2 separate regions of the Mus musculus genome follow, and region 1 is linked to region 2. The links are chromatin contacts, called in public ChIA-PET maps. All regions are on one chromosome and are shown on one strand. The core of a region is the stretch at or near the end of the contact, and the rest is flanking DNA. Distances in the headings are between cores, read along the strand shown.

The links. ChIA-PET counts read pairs in DNA pulled down with a chosen protein or histone mark.
Region 1: a contact with region 2 is called in an SMC1A ChIA-PET map of the G1E-ER4 cell line, with 5 read pairs. The contact joins two enhancer-like sites. A contact is called at or near these places in 1 of 15 datasets of contacts at CTCF or cohesin (the G1E-ER4 cell line) and 2 of 484 Hi-C or Micro-C datasets (the Ba/F3 cell line and the G1E-ER4 cell line).

The regions. Positions count from the first base shown.
Region 1 is chr10:119,084,338-119,091,009 of GRCm38.p6, forward strand. It overlaps the pseudogene Gm18904. Among named protein-coding and RNA genes, the nearest start is that of 1700064J06Rik, 5.2 kb to the right of the region's middle. Within about 2 kb of position 2,449, at least 32 of the 459 cell types and tissues checked have an H3K27ac peak or open chromatin away from gene starts, as enhancers often do. A contact at or near this core is called in the G1E-ER4 cell line, where this site is marked.
Region 2 is chr10:117,729,906-117,737,369 of GRCm38.p6, forward strand. It overlaps Slc35e3 (solute carrier family 35, member E3), which reads right to left. Exons shown (of 5, transcript NM_029875.2): 5 at 3,773-6,328. The coding sequence ends at 6,142. Among named protein-coding and RNA genes, the nearest start is that of Slc35e3, 13 kb to the right of the region's middle. Within about 2 kb of position 1,531, at least 60 of the 459 cell types and tissues checked have an H3K27ac peak or open chromatin away from gene starts, as enhancers often do. A contact at or near this core is called in the G1E-ER4 cell line, where this site is marked.

The sequences.
Region 1 (6,672 bases), core at 1,199-3,698, 1.4 Mb after region 2:
AATAGGTTTTGAAAAATCTAAGCCTACATTCCTCTCAGCTGCCTGGAAGACAGTCTTCTCTTAGCTGCCTTCTGATCAAGATGCAAAATTCTCAGCTCCTCACCATGTCTGCCTGGACGTACCTGGATGCTGCCATACTTCCTGACATGATCATAATGTACTGAACCTCTGGTTTTGTTTGTTTGTTTTTGTTTTTTGTTTTGGGGTTTTGTTGTTGTTGTTTTGTTTTTTTGGAGACAGGGTTTCTCTGTGTAGCCCTGGCTGTCCTGGAACTCACTCTGTAGACCAGGCTGGCCTCGAACTCAGAAATTCACCTGCCTCTGCCTCCCAAGTGCTGGGATTAAAGGCAAGCGCCACCATGCGCGCGGCTGGACTGAACCTCTGAACCTGTAAGCCAGTCCTGACTAAATATTGGCCTTATAAGAGTTGCCTTGGTCATGGTGTTATTTCAAAGCAATGGAAACTCTAAGACAGCACCAAAGCCCGCCAAATGGTACCCAAACTAATTTGTCACAAGAGTACTCAGAGAAGATGAAGAAATCCTCAGGAATGTATGCTCAAGGGATTCCTTATGACAGAGAGCACACAGCTCTCTATTCTCTGCTCCTGAGGAACTGTGGGAATGGATGAGCAAGGACCAGCAGGGACTATCATGCAGCCAACCTCATTCTTGGACATAGCCTTCTGAAGCATCCTGACTGCCTTGGTATGCTGTAGCACTCATGAGTCTAGTCGTGACCATGGGGTGTATCTGGAAACATCACAAAACGGCCTCTCCCAGAGAAAGAGGCAACATTAATGGTAGACGCTAGGAATGCAACTCCAGAGACAGCCATAGGATTAAAGGAGAGACATGGATCGTAAGAGGTTAGTTAGTGGCAGGATGTATTGCCATCAGCAACAGACAGTACCTCTGAGAAGCCCCACCCACGTGGCAGAAAAGTGTAGTGATAACTATCTCAAAGCCTGTCAGCCAAGAGAGACCAGTGAAGAGAGCAGAAAGACCAAGATGGCTTCCTCCTCTTTCCCATTCTGCCTCAGCTCCAACACCTGGAAACCAAAGACAACAAAACAGACTGAAGACGAGCAAGTCAGGAAGAGTGAAGAGACCCTCGTGAGGCTGGCTAGACCCTCCTCCTCCACTGTGAGATCTGAGAGGCAGTTAGGGTCCAGACTCTGTACGACCTTCTTAATGCAGTGACCCTTTAACACAGTTCCTCATGCTGAGGTGACCCCCAACCATACCATTATTTTTGTTGCTTCTCTATAACTGTAATTTTGCTACTATTATGAATCATAATGTAAATATTTCTGTTTTTCTGATGACCATGTGTTTTAGGTGACCCCTGTGAAAGAGTCATCCGACCCCTCAAAAGGGTGGTGACCCACAGGTTGAGAGCCACTGCTGTGGCATCTTTCAGTAATCACAAAAGCTTTGGTATGTGCACGATAACACTTGGTTTCCTTACCTGAAGATGATTAAACTGTAGGGGAAAAACAAAAACAAGCAAGCAATCAAACAAACAAACAAAACAAGAGGAAAGGTTAAGTGTTGCCTGTTCTCAAGGTGGCCATGGCAGAGAAAATGAAACAGGTTTTTGCTTGTCAATATTGGACTGAAAGGCCTTCAGAACATACTGGTAGCTTAGTTTTGTTTTTAATGCCAAAGAATGGCTTCAGCAGGCCTGCTCTCTGCCAACAGAAGGCGCTTGGTGTTGCTGCACTGGTCTGACATAAATCCACTGTAAGATCCAAGGTTAATTTGTAAGCCCCACTCACCCGAGGACCAGGTAACTCCCTGGGATGCTGAGGGTGGTGCTAAATAACAAAACCACATGGGAAATTATGGTGGCCATAGGGTTTTCCTTAAAAGCCTCTGGTACATGTGTCTTAGGGCTGCTCAGCTGGGAATTCTAGGGACTCTTCCTGAGCAAAGTCCATCCTGATCAGTATTTAATTAAAACTTGCTTCAAATTGGGCTCAGAATTGTGAAACTGTTTTTTCTCAGGATTCATCATTAACATTTGGAGGCCCTAGAGAGATAAGAAAAAAAATTCCACCATAAGTTCTGGAACTAGGGTCTCCATTCCAATGCCAGGGGACCACACACACACACACACACACACACACACACAGGGTGGGGGGACTAGGAAGCATTTTTTTTTTAATTGGGGCCTCCTTCTTGTAAGTCACAGAAGCCTTTTTTAGCCAGCTTCCTTTGACACTTCCTGCCTGGTTTCTACATTATGGTTGTCAGATAAACTGTCTGGGAATGGGGAGCGCCTGATAAGGTCTGTGCACCCCATGGCCCAGGGGTTAATTCTGTTTATCTGGAGAGTCCAGCCAGAACCACCAGATTCTTTCTGCTGACCACGGAGCCTTAAGGACCTCCTGGTGAGACCAGGAGCTGACGTGCAAAGTTTCACGCTCAGAGAGACCCAGCTGGTCACAGGATTCCAACGTCTGGGCTGCACACAGAGATAAGGAACTGTAGAAGCACTCCAAGACACCAGAGCCCAACAGAGAGTTTGGATAGACCCAGAGTGGAGGAGTTGGATGGTGAGGGGCTAGGGACAATGGGGACAACTTGAAGAGGCCCAGCCTGATGGCTTCCTAGTGTCTGGGTTGTACAAGAAAGCTGTAGAAAAAATTTCTCTTCATCAGACTGGTAGACCTCTGAAGCAGTTGTCTCTCTTGTTGTCTTTGCTTTGGGTCTTGTCTTATGTCTGGTCTATCTTCGTGTGTTACCACTCGGGGTGACTAAATTAGATGAATGAACAGCAAGACAGGTAAGAAGCTAGTGTTGCTCTTGGAAGGTCACTCCTAAAACAGCAGAGCTCTGGGGACATGGGATTCAATGACAGTCAGTGTCAGGTGCAGAGTGCCATGCTTGGGCTGGTAGGTAGCTTCGAAAAACCCAGAGGGAAGCTGGCAGCCAGCCCTGATACAGCACAGCTGTGCTCTTGGATATTGGCGTTAATGGCTGCCCTCTCTCCTTGAAACTACAGCACTGGAGGGAGTAAGAGAAGTTCTGTTTGTTTCAAAAGTTGGATATGGCCTCTGCAGATTTGTATCTGACTGGTCTTAAGGGTGTGAGCTTGATGGCTGTTTCTTCTGTCCACAGCTTCCCAGACTCAAGGTTTATCTCTAACTGTTCTGGCCACAGGACCTGATGTAATAGAGATTCAAATGTCTTTTGGGCGTGGATAATGTTAAAGTTGTTTTATGCTGTTCTACTGTATTGAAAGACTGGCTCTGGAATTGGGTTAGAGTTTGCTTCAGACCCAGGCATGATTTTAAAATCTCTATGTCTGAAGTCAAGAGCTGAAACAGGAAAGAAAGAAAGAGAGAGAGAGAGAGAGAGAGAGAGAGAGAGAGAGAGAGAGAGAGAGAGGAAGGAAGGAAGGAAGGAAGGAAGGAAGGAAGGAAGGAAAGAAGGAAGGAAGGAAGGAAGGAAGGAGAAAGAAAGGAGAAAAGAAAGAGAGAAAAACAGCTAAAGGGATTATTGGCTTATAAATTTATTGGATATGGTTAAATATCTGTAATATCTGTAAGAAGTTGGCTTAAAAACTCATAGGGTTGAAAATTAAGTCTGTGCATAGGTAATCTTAAAGGAACCATGTGGCATGATTCCGTTTTGGGATATAAGCAACATGTGGTGTGGTGTTTAAATAAAAATGAGCCTCATACATGCATAGAGAGTGGCACTACTAGGAGGTGTGGCCTTGGAGTGGGTGTGGTCTTGGAGGAGGAAGTGCGTCAGGGTGGGGGCGGGCCTTAAGGTGTCAGGAGCTCAAGGCAGTTCCCAGCATGCTGCTTGCTGCCTGTGGATCGATCCAGTTGTAGAACTCTAAGGTCTCTCCAGCATCATGTCTGCCTGCATACCTCAATGTTCCCCACCATGCCTGTAATGTATTAAAACTCTGAATCTATAAGCCAATCCCAATTAAATGTTTTTCTTTATAAGAGTTGGTGTGGTCATAGTGTCTCTTCACGGTAATGGAAACCCTAATTAAGACATGTGGCTTGACACCATCTTTAAACAGCCACCATGTGGCTGGTTGCCATCTTTGCTAGGTACAGTTGGAGAAGACGGATGTTGTATGGTTTTACCGCCATTTTGATTAAGGGCAACCACGTGGTATAGACCAACCAAGAAGTCAATAGGGCTCCAAAGATACTTTTAAAATGGGATAGAATTTTTGTGCGATAATTCCTGCCTTGTCTTAAAAACAAGGTTTGGGAAAGATACGATTTAAAAACAGTATAATAAGGTATTAAAGCTGTACCTCTGTGAATTCATGTATAAGAACACACCTTGCTGGCAGCCAAATGTTGTAACACAAGAGTCACCCAGATGATATTGACTGTAGAGGTGTTAGACTGATTGCACTGTTGCAGCTCGGTTTTGCCTTCTACAGATAATGATTGTGCCCTGTATTTTCACTCTTGGAATTTAACAAAAAAAAGTATTTTATTTTGATGTTACAAAAGAGTAGACATTTTAAACTTCTTTTTAAAAAATGTTGGAGTTTCACACAAACTGGATACCTTTTAAGAAACTGCTTTTTAAAATATCTAAGTTCATAAGGCTTTGGGACATTTTAAACTTATAAAATATTTTATTATAATGTTTTTATTAGTATGTGATCTTCATAAATAGATCATTAAGATGTCAAAAATTAGGGCCACCATTATGGTGACCAAACATAAACATAAATGTTTGCATGTTGGGTGTTCCCACTGCAATTCATAACAATGGCAAAAATGCAGTTGTGAAGTAGCAACCAGAATTATTTTATGGTTGGGGGTCACGACCACCTGGGAAACTGGGTTGAAGGGTCACAGAATTGGGGAAGTTTTGAACCACTGGCTTTAAAATGTCTCTCCTTACCTAAAGTCTATTCAGGCTAACAAAGACTGATTTTAAAATGTATGTCTAAAGCAGGGCGTGGTGGTGCACGCCTTTAATCCCAGCACTTGGGAGTTCGAGGCCAGCCTGGTCTACAAAGTGAGTTTCAGGACAGCCAGGGTTATACAGAGAAACCCTATCTCAAAAAAAAAAAAAACAAGAAAAAAAATATATGTCTAACCACTTTGTTCTGACTAATATTAAGTTGTCACTATTTTGGTAAGCTGAGCCATGAGAGAACCTGTGATATTCTATAATGATCCACTACATGAGGACCAAGAAAATAAGGTTGCCAGTCGCTCGATGGATTGTACTCATGGAAAGGTTTTTATTAAACTGTTAAGTATGATTGAGCTTTAATATGTTCAGAACTATATTTGTAGTTATGCTAAGTACTAATATAATCAATTGCAGGGGGGAAAAAAAAGCTGAGTTTAGCTTCCTGTATATGTTTTCAAGGTACAGCTGAAAGCAAGTAATTAAAAAAAAAAACAAGCAAGGGTTGTTTCCCTCAGACACACGTAATAATCATCCTGAAACTTCTCAGAAACCTGCTGGATATGGCGTTTCAGATGTTTAAACTTAACTGTGACAGAGACTCCCAAATCCTAGCAGTGACACCCAGAGTCTCCAAGAAGATAATGGGGCACAGCGGCAACTCCACCTGGATTGTGATAACACTAACCACTAGGAAAGACTGCCCCAATGCCTCACCTGCTGCCAGGACCTGGCCCACATGGACAAGCAGGACACTGGAGAGTTGGCTGCCCCAACTTTGCCTAGACTTTGTTGTCAAAGTAAGGTGAGTCCCCGCCATGTTCCTCCTCCCCGGGAAAGCCTCCCACCCTTCTGGGCCTGGTGACTGAAGACTGATGCCATCCAGGTACCTCTTGCCCCCTTAACAGGCTAAAGTGCTAAGTCAGAAGTAAACGTCCACCCTAGTCACTGAGCCACCACTGAGGACTCAGCTGCCTCCCACTTGAGCCCCCTCGATTCCCGACGCTTCAGTCCCTCCCTTCCCCCCTCCCTGCCTGCCTTCCCCCGCAGACACCTTCCAAAGGCAGTTTCTACCAAGGTAAAGGAATCTATAGTATGTCCGCTATCCAGAACCTCCACTCTTTCGACCCCTTTGCTGATGCAAGTAAGGGTGATGACCTGCTTCCTGCTGGCACTGAGGATTATATACATATAAGAATTCAACAGAGAGCCGGGCGTGGTAGCGCACACCTTTGATGCCAGGAGTTGGGAGGCAGAGGCAGGCGGATTTCTGAGTTACAGGCCAGCCTGATCTACAGAGTGAGTTCCAGGGCAGCCAGGGCTACAAAGAAACCCTGTCTCAAAAAACAAAACAACAACAACAACAAAAAGAACTCAATAGAGAAACAGCAGGAAGACCCTTACAACTGTCCAAGGGATCACTGATGATTATGATAAAAAGAAACTAGTGAAGGTGTTTAAGAAGAAATTTGCCTGCAATGGTGTAATTGAGCATACAGAATATGAAGAATTCAGCTACCGGGTGACCAGCGCATAAACATGTCAGTTCCTGATAGAGACTGGGCTGGCTAAGGATGATCAGCTGAAGGTTCATGGGTTTTAAGAGCTTGTGGCTCTCTGAAGCTTAAGTGAGGATTTCCTTGCACTGAGTAGAATTTCCCTTCTGTCCCTGTCACAAGTTTAAAAACCTCACAGCTTATATAATGTAATCATTTGGGGTCCACTTTTAACTTGGACTAGTGTAACTCCTTCATGCAATAACT
Region 2 (7,464 bases), core at 281-2,780:
CATAACACTATTTTCATTGCTATTTCATAACTGTAATTTTGCAACTGTTATGAATTGTAATGTAAATGTCTGATATGCAGGGGAGAGCTGGTGGGCTGACCAACTCAGTAACCACCCAGGTCCAGATCATCAGGGCTTTGAGTTGACCCAACCCAACATCCACCTCATCTATGAACGTCTGGGGCTCATGAAGTGGCCGGACCTGCAGATCCAAAGCAGTAGGACCTCCATGTCACAGAGCAACAACAGGATATCTGGGAGAAGCCCCAGTAAGGATCCAGCATTGATAGCGAAGCAGAAGCCAGAGGTGGAGAAACAGACCAGTGACTCACGGCAATGAACATCTGCAAGTAAAGATGTGTGGACAGAAAGGTATAGCGTGTGACACACTGTGACACACCGCAGCTTCCACGGTGAGATCTTCTATGTTTTGTTTCCTTTTGGTGGGGAGATTGCAAGGGCAGGGGTTAGATATGGAGGGATGGGGAGATGAGTGGGGTTGGGATGCATGGTGTGAAGTTCACAATCAAGGCTGGAGAGATGGCTCAGTGGTTAAGAGCACCGACTGCTCTTCCGAAGGTCCTGAGTTCAAGTCCCAGGAACCACATGGTGGCTCACAACCATCCTTAATGAGATCTGATGCCCTCTTCTGGTGTGTCTGAAGATAGCTACAGTGTACTTAGATATAATAGTAAATATATAAATCTTTATATAAAAAAAGAAATCCACAATCAAATGTTTTAAAATGTTTATGTAAAAAATTTTAAAATTACTAAAAACAAAGAAAACCGAACACGACACCCAGTTGCTCAGGGATGCGCCCAAAATTGCAAGTGACAGCTATAGGCACCCTTACTCAATGGGGCTCTCCTTCCCAACCCGGAACAGGCAGCCCGCAGCCTGGTAGCTGCTTCAGCAGCCACTGGTCTGCCCAGGCTCTTCTCGAAACTCCGGTGATTCTGAACATCCACAGCCAGCCTGGGATGTTTAAGAATTGGAATGAGCTGGCCGGTGGTGGCGCACGCCTTTAATCCCAGCACTTGAGAGACAGAGGCAGGTGGATTTCTGAGTTCGAGGCCAGCCTGGTCTACAGAGTGAGTTCCAGGACAACCAAGGGTACACAAAGAAACCCTGTCTTGAAAACCAAAACAAACAAACAAAAGAGTTGGAATGAGGCACAACCAGCCATCTCACCATCTCTGTCCCTTGGATCAAATGATATAAGAATCTTCAACTTTGCTCGAGTTCCACAGATGAGATGACACAGGACCTGCCCTGACTACAAGGCAATAATGAGAAACTGGCTCACTTAAACTTTTAGAGTAGACACGAGCAAATATGAATGTTTCAAACAAAACCCAACGTTAGTCTTTTTTCTTTTTCTCCCTCCCACATTTTTGTTATATATTCTGAGGGCTGGAGACGGCTCAGCAGTTAAGAGCCCTTGCTGCTCTTGAAGAGGACTTGGTTCTTTCCCCAGGATCCACATGGTGGCTCCCAAGCCCTCTGTAACTCTAGTTCCAGGGTGTGGAATGCCCTCTTCTGGCCTCTGCGAGAATCAGCCGTGCTTGTGGTAGAGACGTAGGTGCAAGGGAAACACTATCTGCATGAACTTTTATCTTTTGACTCTTATGGTTGTGGTCAACAAGTCTCTCCATAATTCTCTAAGATGTACAGGCTGTGGGGGTTGGCTTGGCTCTTCAGCTCCAGCCAGAGACAGATCAGGAGGCCCGCCATTGCCACAGGGAGTCCTAGAAGATCTCAGACTGATTCTATGTCTCCCAGGGTGACTGGTAAGACCCACCCACTCCTGTCCCCGCAATGAATGTAGACCTGATTTCTAACTGAAGAAACAGGAAACGGAGAGCGCACGCTAGGTACAGAATATTAGGTTGGAAAAGGGAAACCTTAAAAGTTAAACATTTAGCTGGGTGTTGTGCCTCCCAGCTATAAGCCAGGTGCTCTGGAGGTAAAGGCAGGAAGAGTGTATCAATCTCGGTTACATATCCAGGCCAGCCTTGGCTGCGGGAGGCCCGTCTCAAAACAAGTGAATTTACTGTGCTTTCAGCGACTAAGGTTGTTCTGAAACAAATGTTAAGGTATTAGTGATTTTAACATAGCAAGTCTTTTTTTTTTTTTTTTTTTTTTGGTTTCTCGAGACAGGGTTTCTCTGTGTAGCCCTGGCTGTCCTGGAACTCACTTTGTAGACCAGGCTGGCCTCGAACTCAGAAATCCGCCTGCCTCTGCCTCCCTGAGTGCTGGGATTAAAAGCGTGTGCCACCACGCCCAGCAACACAGCAAGTCTTAAGAGGTTAAAGACTGAAGCTTAGGAAAGGTGGTATTCAGAGAATGGTTTCTTTATACTGTCATTACTACTGAGATAGCACAGAACACACACACACACCATCCAGATGCACACAGGCAGGCCCAAGGCTGCAGATAACTAACCTGACCCTCAACAAATAGGCTGTCTTCTCTTTCCAACCCAGACCAGGCGGCCTGCAAGCATCAGATAGCAGCAGTCTCACTAGGCAACCCCGAGTAGGTCTAGAATTCTGTATATAGATTAGGAGGGCTTCTAATTCAAAGATCCACATTCCTTGGCCTCTGAGGGCGTTGATTAAAGGCGTGTACAGCCACACCTGACTCCTTCCCATTACCTTAATGCTTTCTGTTTTATTTAGACATGTATGTATATATATACACTGCATGCAGAATTAGAGGAAGCCAGTAGGTGTCCTCTGTCATGCAGCCTTGTTCCGGAGAGACCTCTCACAGAAACTGGGCTGGACCCATCAAGCCCTGGGGAATCCTCCTGCCTCTCTATCCCACACAGTACTGGGTTTAAGGGTTTCCACATAGTTGCACCTAGCTTCTATTTTTAAAACTTTATGTGTAGGGCCAAGCTGGATGGCACAAGCCTTTAAGGAGACAGAGATCCCTGAGTTCAAGGCCAGCCTGGTCTGCATGGCTGTTGTGCCTGCACGTCTGTCTGTGTACCACTTGTATAACAGGTACCCGTGGAGCCAGGAAAGGCCATCCATCTCCTGGAACTGGAGTTATAGATGCTTGTGGGCTGTCATGTGGGCGCTGGGAATAGAGTCTCTCCAGTCTCCTGTTGGGAGCCGACTCTGAGCAGAAAGCGGCTATCAGCTCTGCAGCCATTTCTGGCTACTTACTTGCGGGTGGTCCTTTTCCACCCCGACGAGAGACTTGCTTTTCCTAGCATGATGTTTCTGCAGGAAGCCCACCACGGCTGAACACACTCTGATAACAACTTGATCAGACAGCCTGTTTTGTCTCCATTCTTCGAGTCTCTTGCCATTCAGTCCCCACTCTCTCTCTTGCAGACCCCCTTGACCGTCCCACGGCGCCCGAACAGTCCCCCATGCCTGTTTTTTTTCCCGCCCCCCACCCCCCTCCATTAGTTGACAAGGGACTTGGAATTTTGCTGCATTGGAGCTGTGGGTTTGCAAGCAGAACAGACCAGCACTTCCACATATGCAGAGGCCCACTTTCTTCATGGGCTCTAGTATGCAAGACATAAGTGAGAACAGAGGGTCCTTATCGTTTTTTAGCAAAGAGTTTAAGTCTAGCCATTTGACATAGGATTAAAAACTACATTCAGTTCCATTGGCAACAAAAAGACAGTGCTGCCTAGTGTCTGTCATTGTGGTCACTGTGCTTGCTCCAGGGCATCAGTGTGTTTTCCTTAGGAATTTTCAACTAGATGAAAGTCTTCAGGGTGTAAAAAACTGCTTATCAGCCTGTATGGTTCTAATAGTAGAGAGTTTATTCACGTATATAAACACGCCTTGATTCACCATACTCCCACTCTGTCCCTCATTCCTACTGACACCAGCCACTTATCATACCCCACCCACCTACCTATTCAAACCACCCCGGTCCCCAGGGCTTATCTACAGCTAGGATTTGTACGCAGTACAAATCAACTCCGGTCCCCAGGGCTTATCTACAGCTAGGATTTGTACGCAGTACAAATCAACTCCGTTGTTCCTAATGCACAGAAACCTGAGGCTCTCTGTGCTGGAAGACTTTCCGTTAGCTTCTGGGAAACTGTTAAACATTAAACATACACAGAAAATGTTTCTTGAGCATGATTCCAAAGGTCCATGATGGTGAAGACGGCATGTTCTGCAGTTCTTGGCATAATAACACAACTCTGTAAACTGAGGACAATATTTAAAACAAAGACCCACGGAAGCACATGGACTGATACACAGCAGACAATGCCATTCTCCAAAATACACATTTAGTGAGGCCAGGAAAAAAAAAAAAAGTCCTAGACCAGGCACCCTTCCTTTCCCCTTAACAGAACTCAGTATGTGATTTGGGCTGCCCTGGAAGTCTGTGCGGTCTACACGGCCAAGGAACTCGTAGCCCTGACTCACTGCCCAACCTTGAGACCTAGGGGTGTGTCTTCTCCTCGAGCTCAGCACTCCTGTGGCCTGATGACTTGAAAAGGCTTTGTTTTGGCAGTGCTGGGGATACAACCCAGGCTTTTTTATTTGGTTAAAAAAAAAAAAAACCTAAAAACTACCACTACCAACAAAAAATCCTAATATATTAAAAGTTACCTCTTCCTGTGAAGAAGAAAATTCCAGATAAGATGTATTATCACAAGACACGTCTCTTTGTCTTAAGCTGCTTTCTCACAGGAAGTGTATGCTTAGAAAAAGTTATTATTCCAAGAGACCCGACTCTTCTGCGGTCATCAGCGGCTGCTGTGAATGGCAAAACGACAAGATACCTGAAGGCAGACACACACTTTTGCAGTTAAATACCCAGGGCTCTATTTGCTGGAGCCCCATGTATTCTGTCTACATCTCAACTAAAAACATTTCTCAATTCCTCTGGAACCTCATACAAGTAGCTAAATATTAGCTAGTTTTCTACCTGTCTTTCATATCTTTCCTGTTTTTCACCAAGTTTCTGCCTAGAACTTGGGCAGCCTTTGCTCTGATTTGCCACATAAACTGCAAGGCCTGGTTCAGTCCAGTTTTTCCAATACATACAACGCTCCTTATCTACTGCTCAGGATGTGGGAGGCAGGGAGTACAGGAGGGAGGCCACATCAGAAAACACTGGGATGAAAGGATTAAGCAAGCTGGGGAAGCAGTTACCAGGACGACTGCGAACCCACCTATGAGTGCTGGGCAGGGACCCGGTTACTGGCTCTACCTGCTGGCCCTCTACAGCTTTGCTTTGAGCCGTTTAAAGATGGGTTTTCCTGTAACTCCATATATAGTATCTAGAACTCACTCAAAGCCCAAAGCCGCGAGAAGACCAATGAGACTGTCAGTCTGCAGACGCTCCCTCTAGCACGGGCAGAGCTGTGCTGCTGAGCGGGCTTTGGGCTCAAGCACTCCTGCCCTGTCTAACAGGGAAGAATGTCTTAGATTAAGTTTCTACTGAAAAGGTGATACTTTCAGAGATGTAATTGGTTTCATGAGCATGTCGATGACAGCTTCCTTTCTATAAACGTTTCAGTTCTGCAGTGAAATCAGAAAGCTAAAGGCTACATGGAGTGGTAGAGTCCAAAGCCAGTTTGGGCTATGTAGAGAATTCCAGACCAGTCAGAGCGACACAGTGAGATCCAGTCTCAATACAACTCTGACCACCACCCTGTCCGAACGAGAAAGAACTTCAACTTCCCGACAGGAAGGCCTGGGTGAGCCAGCAGGTTGGCTTGCCCTTCCTGGGAGAACAGGGACACTGGACACCGACAGCCACGGCACAGCTGCAGCGAAGGAGCGCTCTGTCATTCCTATGGAGCCGAACTCTCCCGTGCTTCAGCTGGCAGGATGAAGCCATCTTCTAGGCAGTTGCTAGCATTTCTTTGACGGTGCTGGAGTTTGAGGCCAGGGTCTCACGCGTGTGAGGCAAACACTCTACTACCGAGTGCCAGCTCCAGGTCCATTAAGTCTTTGAGAAGCCTGAATGAACCATTTTGGTTTTTAAAAATTAAATCGATAAAAGGTACTAAAAATTGTCATTATCTGCAAAGAAAATACTTCTTGTACGTCACTGACTAAATTCCACGGGGAGCTTTTCCATAGACGACGCACACGTTTGTCGCTTCTCATCCTCATGATTCGCCTTTCTCTTCTCTGCCAAAGCTCAGGGCCGTTGGACCAGCTTACTCTTACTGCCTTCCTGCTCGCTGAGTTTAAAGTGGGTGTAGGTGAGGATACCGAAGAGCGTGCATAGGATGCCGAGTCCCTGGTTTACCGACAGGGGGTCCTTAAATAGAATGTATCCTCCGCAGAGAGTGATGCAGAACTTGAAGTGTCCGAACATGTTGTAGCTGAGGTATTCAGGTAAGGAGACAAAGGAGCAACGAGCTAGATGTTAGGGTCACATGGGTCCACAGGACAGTACAAACACAGCAGCAGCTACCTGTGGCTGGAAAGAATTTCATACAACACAGACTCAACGGCTGACACGTGCTTAAAGAACACACACTTGGAGCATGCGGGGCAGATCAGACTCTCTTCAGTCATGGTCTTAGCAATTGACTGGTGTGAAAATGGTGACACTGCATTAAAACTGTGTGTGTACCTGGGAGTGTGATGCCATGGAGGCCAGAAGAGGGTGTTGAATTTCCTGGGGTTGGAATTACAGGAGGTTGTGGCCACCCGAAGTGGGTGTTTGGAACCAAACGCAGGTCCTCTGTAAGAGCAGGGTGTGCTCTTGACTGCTGAGCCCAACACCATACTTATTCTTTCCTGTTGGACCTGCTACACATACACACTCCAAAGTGACAGGAGACTGCCTCAAGCGTTCCTGGTGACCTCTCCAAAGGGGACAGCACGGGGGAGAAAGGCATGCAGAGCAAGGTACAGAGGAGACACTTTGCATAGGACTTTATGGTTATACTATGGCATGGTATTCCTAATCAACTGTCATTGGCAACGAGCTGAGATGTGCCAGGTGCCAGGGAGCTGATGTGATGAAAACTTCCAGTATGCCTAAGATTAGGTGGGCAAGGGAGAGAGGAGCCAGAGGGAGCACCACCAGCACCTGCCGCTGCTCTGTTAGGTACTCTTCCATGAGCAACCCTCCTCCCTCCACTGCTACCCAGTCTCCCCATTTCTCAACTGTGGAAGCTCAGACCCTTTAATAAGTTTAAAACACACTGATTTTATGTGGTCGTGTGTGTGTGTGTGTGTGTGTGTGTGTTGTGTGTGTGTGTGTGTGCATTGGATATGTGCACATGCACATGTACACGCAAAGGCACAAGTATGGAGGTCAGAGGTCAACTTATGGCCCCACCGTGTGGGCCCCAGGGACTGAACTCAGGTCAGGCTTGGTGGAAGGGACACCTGCTGAGTCATCTCACCAGAGCAACTGCAACAGGCAAATGACGGAGTTCAAGTGCTGAGAGTCCAAACAAAGGTGAACTTACAGAGCTCCAAAGTTCAGGCTGTAATCTAATGTACT